2 separate regions of the Mus musculus genome follow, and region 2 is linked to region 1. The links are chromatin contacts, called in public Hi-C maps. All regions are on one chromosome and are shown on one strand. The core of a region is the stretch at or near the end of the contact, and the rest is flanking DNA. Distances in the headings are between cores, read along the strand shown.

Evidence for each region. A called contact is a pair of places that touch in the nucleus more often than the background predicts.
Region 2: a contact with region 1 is called in a Hi-C map of the G1E-ER4 cell line, with 1.6 times the contacts expected there. The contact joins two enhancer-like sites. A contact is called at or near these places in 1 of 39 promoter capture datasets (hippocampal neurons), 8 of 484 Hi-C or Micro-C datasets (the C2C12 cell line, the G1E-ER4 cell line, the N1E-115 cell line and 4 more) and 1 of 115 datasets of contacts at active chromatin or transcription factors (embryonic stem cells).

What each region holds. Positions count from the first base shown.
Region 1 is chr13:104,539,410-104,542,301 of GRCm38.p6, reverse strand. No RefSeq gene overlaps it. Among named protein-coding and RNA genes, the nearest start is that of Adamts6, 250 kb to the right of the region's middle. Within about 2 kb of position 1,396, at least 55 of the 459 cell types and tissues checked have an H3K27ac peak or open chromatin away from gene starts, as enhancers often do. A contact at or near this core is called in the G1E-ER4 cell line, where this site is marked.
Region 2 is chr13:104,778,328-104,781,219 of GRCm38.p6, reverse strand. The region is part of intron 10 of Cwc27 (CWC27 spliceosome-associated protein); the gene reads left to right. Among named protein-coding and RNA genes, the nearest start is that of Cwc27, 37 kb to the left of the region's middle. Within about 2 kb of position 1,394, at least 6 of the 459 cell types and tissues checked have an H3K27ac peak or open chromatin away from gene starts, as enhancers often do. A contact at or near this core is called in the G1E-ER4 cell line, where this site is marked.

The DNA of each region.
Region 1 (2,892 bases), core at 147-2,646:
GAGACACTTCACCCAGAGCAGAGTCCTTAAGAAGGCTGGCAGCAGGATTTGCCAGCCCTGTGGTCTTGCCTCCACCAGGCACTCCGGCTAAGGCCTTTCAAGGTTTCAATAAAAAGTGGAACGAAGCCCCTGGCCTTAGAACGTTCCAGGGCAGCAGGCACGAGCCCCGTCCCACACCCTCTCTGCTTCCTCCTTTGCAGGTCTCTGGACCAAAGACCCGCTACCTCTTATCAACTCTGCTCTTCACAATGGGAACATCCTCCTGGAATTTCTTTAAAACTCTTTTTTAAAAAGTTATTTAGATCTATTTATGTTTTCTGTGTATGAGTGTTTTGCCTGCGTGTATGTATGGGCCCTATGTGCTCAGAGGTCAGAACTCGACATTGGATCCCCTGCGGCTTGAGTTAGGGGATGGTTGTGAGCCACCTCTTCTTTTTCTATTTTCTTCCAGACGCTCAAGGAAGCCCCAGGTGTGTCCCCATGCCAACCTTCTGCGACCCAAACATCTGGGTTCCTCAAAGTCAGTTTAACTTTTAACTTCAGGGCCTTAGAGTAGCAAAGTTGTGTGTTCGCGCGCGTGCGTGTGCGTGTGCGTGCGTGTGTGTGCGTGCGTGCGTGCGTGCGTGCGTGCGTGCGTGCGTGCGTGCGTGCGTGTGTGTGTGTGTGTGTGTGTGTGTGTGTGTGTTCAAAGCTTTAAGAAACAAGACCACTGCTTCCAAAAGGCTCGGGCTTCTGGAGGTTTCTATCCACAGGGTGATAACAGATCTTGAAACAGGATCTTTGTAATCTGGTTCACTTTGCATTTCTCCTCATAAAGCTACACAGTAACAGCCAAGGGCTATGAATACACTTAGGTAGGAGAAGATAGAGAGGAGACATAAAGAGCAGAGCTGTACCCCTGGCGTTGCCTCTTTCTGTAGGCTCTCACAGCCCAGCAGGCCATAGCACTCACGGCAGGCTGCAGCCTAATTCTGTGGGCAGACTGCAGCCTCTCCCCTTTCAAGGTTGTCTTACACAAGCTTAGTTGCAGTTTTCCAGATACTCGGCCTGGTCCTGGGCCACCTTCTCCAGTAAGAGACACCCCTCCCCTTCCTCCCCACCCCAGGATGCGATCTGTCTGTAGCCAACATGCTTTCCAAGTTTTGGAGCAGGCCACCTGGAAATACAGAGATAACCTGGTGAAATACGGGATTTACAGGGGGCCGGGGTGCACTGTGTGGGTGGGTGGGGACAGCGGAGGGGTGTGGCTGCACATGTCCGGCCCTGGATGATGAAACTGGGAGGTAATATATGAGCCCTGGGAGACCACAAGGGGAATACTATGTTCCTCATTGCCTCCCAAGGAAGATGAACATAATGAGCTGGCTGTGTTTCAGAGAAGAGCAATTAAGATGATTAAGGGACCAGAGGGAGTGACTTAGGGGGAGAGATTAAAGGTATTAAGCATGTATACCTTGGCTGGGCTCAAAGCAGAGGGAATGTTGAAACTCCATAAGCACCCTCAGATTATAAACATCAGGAGAAGGGGAATTGTTTCACAGGGTCCCTGAAGGATGTTACTGGAAGTAATGGGACGGAAGCAAAGAAAACAACTACCTGTTGCAGGCAGCTTCCTAACAGAGCCAGACGCCACAAGTGCAGGGTCATAACTAACACTTTGTTTCTTAAAAAACAACAACAACAACAAAAAACAAATAGAAACACAGTATTACAGGGTAGACCTTAGATAGCAGAGACAGATCTCAAAGAGACCAGACGCCTTGAAGGAAAAATTGGTAAAACTAGACAATGATTTTGTTTTTTAGAGTCTCAGCAGGAAAGGCTCCCTGTTCACTGACGTTAATTATTACTTGTTTTAACATAGCATTTGAAGTGTTACTCTGTTGCACGGTTGCCTTCTATAGTGATCTAGCAAGGCTTGTCTCCTTAATACTCTGGAATAGTCCCTCCTTTGTGCATGAAATCCCTAAGCTGTATCTCTTTGCCTTGCCCTACTCCCGAGCTGTTAAATCTTACCCACTTTTTCAAAATCTTCCCCTTTGGGCCTCTCCAAGCGCTTTGTCTCTTCCTAATTTCGGTATGCTCTATCCATCACACACTATTAAGATTAATAGCTAGTATAATGGGTTGTCAACTTGATTGGCTCTGGAGTCAATCGAAAGGCAAGCCACAGGACACTCCTGTGAAGGGATTTTTTTAAAAAATATTTTATTAGCTTTTAGTTTGGTTTTCTCTTTTTTTAAAAAAAAAAGATTTATTTATTTATTATACGTAAGTACAATGTAGCTGTCTTCAGACACACCAGAAGAGGACATCAGATCAGATTACAGATGGTTGTGAGCCACCATGTGGTTGCTGGGATTTGAACTCAGGACCTTTGGAAGAGCAGTCAGTGCTCTTAACCGCTGAGCCATCTCTCCAGCCCCCCTGTGAAGGGATTTTGTCTATCAGATTACTTGACGTAGGTCTACCCACTGTAAGTGTTGGTGGCATGCACTGCGCTTTTCAGTGGCAATCCAGACAAAGGGGAGAAGGAAAATAGAAAGTTTGCTTTTTCTCTGCGTGTCTTCCCACGTGCTGGCAAATTCATCCACCGTTTGCTGTCATTGCTTGTCATGGGTTTAATATGCTTGGCCCCGGGAGTGGCACTATTTGGAAGTATGGCCTTGTTGGAGTAGGTGTGTCACTGTGGGCATGGGCTTTAAGATCTTCATCCTAACTGCCTGGAAGTGAGTATTCTACAAGCAGCCCTCAGATGAAGATGTAGAACTCTCAGCCTCTCCTGTATCATGCCTACCCAAACACTGCCATGCTCCCTCCTTGATGATAATGGACTAAACCTCTGAACCTGTAAGCCAGCCCCAATTAAATGATGTCCTTTATAAGAGTTGC
Region 2 (2,892 bases), core at 145-2,644, 240 kb before region 1:
TAGAGTTTATTAATGTTCCAGTGAAGTTTTAAAAGTAATGTTGTTTCTTTCCTTTCTTTCTTTCCTTTTTTGTTTGGTTGTTTGCCTGTGCTATATATTATGATAAGACTTTTGGAATAAAATATGCTTCCATTTTACCAGATGGATAAAGGTCTTTACTCAGTGTTTTCAGTAGCTAATTAGTAATGAAACTATGCTTGTTGTTTAACTATTCTGAATTATTGGAAGCATGGGTGAATATGGTAAATAATGTTAAAAGCAGCGTGGGATGCTGATTATTCAGTCTTTTCTAGTAGTGTAACTCAGGGGTTGATAGAAGACACTGGCCTCCTGAAGAGACCAAGAGAAAATGCCCCTCTTTTGCCTCCTTAGTTTTATTTCTATGGTGTACCAGTTGACTATAACAGTTATCAGTGGGGCCAAAGAACAAAACATCCACTAAAGGACATGAGCCTGCACAAGTATAACACAGCCTAAGGGTAGCTAAGCTGTTCAGCATGTACATATGGCTGTAATAGGAAATGATATTTAAATAACATAAATTCACGGGATGCAGGTCATTCCAAATCTCTTGCTAAACTACTTCTAAGTTAGGAGTACTGGCACCTGCATATACTAGCTGCTCTTGAGGCCAAGGCATGAGTATCCCAAGTCCAGCCTGTCTGGGCTGCAGAGTGGTTTCATGGCCAACCTGGGGCCACCAGTGAAATCTTGTCCCCAAAAGAGTTTTTTGAATGGGCTGAGGATGTAGCTCCATGAGAGAACACTTATATTGTGCCCTGGATTCCATCTGCACACTGCAAAAGGAATAAAACTCATTAATCTAAGGGTCCTTTTGTAACGGTGGAAGATTTTTTCAGAAACAGTGTTTAAAAAAACAGTTTTTTTTTTTTAAATAAAAGCAACATAGAGGGCATATTTGCATTTGAAAAATTGTCTGCTTTTTTCAAAACAAAAGTTTTAACTAATATTCTAGGATGTTGGATAATTTATAACGTGTAGATCTTTACTGAAATTGCTGTAGATTAGTGTAAGTACTGAAGACTTGACTTGTCCTTTTGTAACGGTGGAAGATTTCTATTTTCCTGACAGTGGTTTCTGGGCCTCCACATAGCACTTCCTGCTCAATGGCAATCCATCTGATTTTCACCATGCTTTACTGATTGCGGCATTTCCATCTGGTTAGAGATAGGATTCTTTTGTATATTATTACACCTGAACTAGAGGAGCTTAACTACCATGTTATATTTCACCTGGATATAGTTTACCAGGTGGGATGTTGGAATTGGGTATGCAGGATGCAGATAATAAGTGCATAGGGGAGAATTTGATACCGTGATAACTGAAGAACTTTGTGTACATGAATACACGTGTCTTCAGTAGAAAGTGTTAGAGAAGTATAGTAGTGCAGGTCATGATGGGCCTGCCTTCAATTCTATGCTTGGAACCTGAGCTCCGTCCATTAGATGGCAGAGAACTTCAAGATTAAATTGAAAATTGACACAATTAAGTTTGTTTTTTAGAAAGATCCCTTGTAATAGGAGGGAGCTGAGAGGCTAAGGTGACATGTATGTCATGTCATGTTCATTCATCATGTTTGATGAAAACCTGTGCTAAGGCAGCACCTTGTTGCCATGTACTTTACATTTAATATGCTCCCCTCCCCCCACCCACTGTCATGTGGTAGATACAAAGATACTACCCTCGCCCACAAAAAAGTGCCCAGCTGAACCTAAGAGATAGCCATCTAAGCACAGTGAACTCTGGGTGAAACAGGACTTCAGAACCCAGTAGCTTCATGTGGGAGGGTGAGATTAATTTTAATTTTATAGATCAGGAAGTCTGCATGATTAATCCTGGTCCTTGAAGAAGATGTAAGGTTTGAATAAAAGGAAGTGGGTGGGAAAGGAAATTTTTTAACAGAGGAAACCAAGAAAAGTACAGAGTGTTCTTGAGGAATAATCTGTTGTGACTAACAGAGTGGATGCAGTTGGAAATGAAGCTGGCAAGATAGACTGGGACTAGGTCACAGGGGGAATTTTAGGGTAGTCAAGTAGAAATATAACCTACTTAACTTCATTTCTATATTCATCAATGTTAGTAGAAGAAATGTAGATCAAACTTCTTCAAATTGAATAAATAAATTTGAAACATTCAAAGTTGGAAGAATATTGGATTTTTGAGTAGGAGTAATATAAATAGAAAAGTTTGATTAAAATTACTATGTTATGCTACTTTTTATTTCTATAATTTGAAACTCAGTAACAGAGCACATTAGTGAATGGGGTAGTGTGGCCTCAAGGACAAGTATAAATCTAATGACTAGATGACTAGATGATTTCTTTCTAGTTCTATCTTAAATATCAGTTGAATGGTGAGATATTCAGTTTAGGAGCAACTGTGATCCTGTGAAGATCCCAGGGTTGTTAACTGTAAATAAGATCAGAGTAAATCAGTATTTTTTTAGATTATGTCTTTATCTTTAGGTAAGATTAGTTTCTTCTCTTCTTGCCTCAGTAGGGTTTTAGTTTTAGTCAAATAAAAAATACATAGAAAACTACTTTGAAAACCTGATGGCACTGATGACTTGTATTGATAAATTTAGATGGCCTTTGATTCCCTACAGTCCAATTCTCTCGGTTATAATTACAGAGCAGATCACTGAATAGTATTGAAGGGACTGTATATACTGAAAGTATATAATACCAAGGGTGTTAAAGAGATGGACCCAGCTCCTAGAGTGAAGAGACAAGTTGAGCCTATGTACTGGATTAATGGCTACTGTTGCTCATAGCCATTCTGTGGTCCCACTTCACACATCTCTCTCGGCCCCAGAGAGCAGAGTTGTGTCAGATGCACTTATAGATTATGTCATACACATGAATATCATAA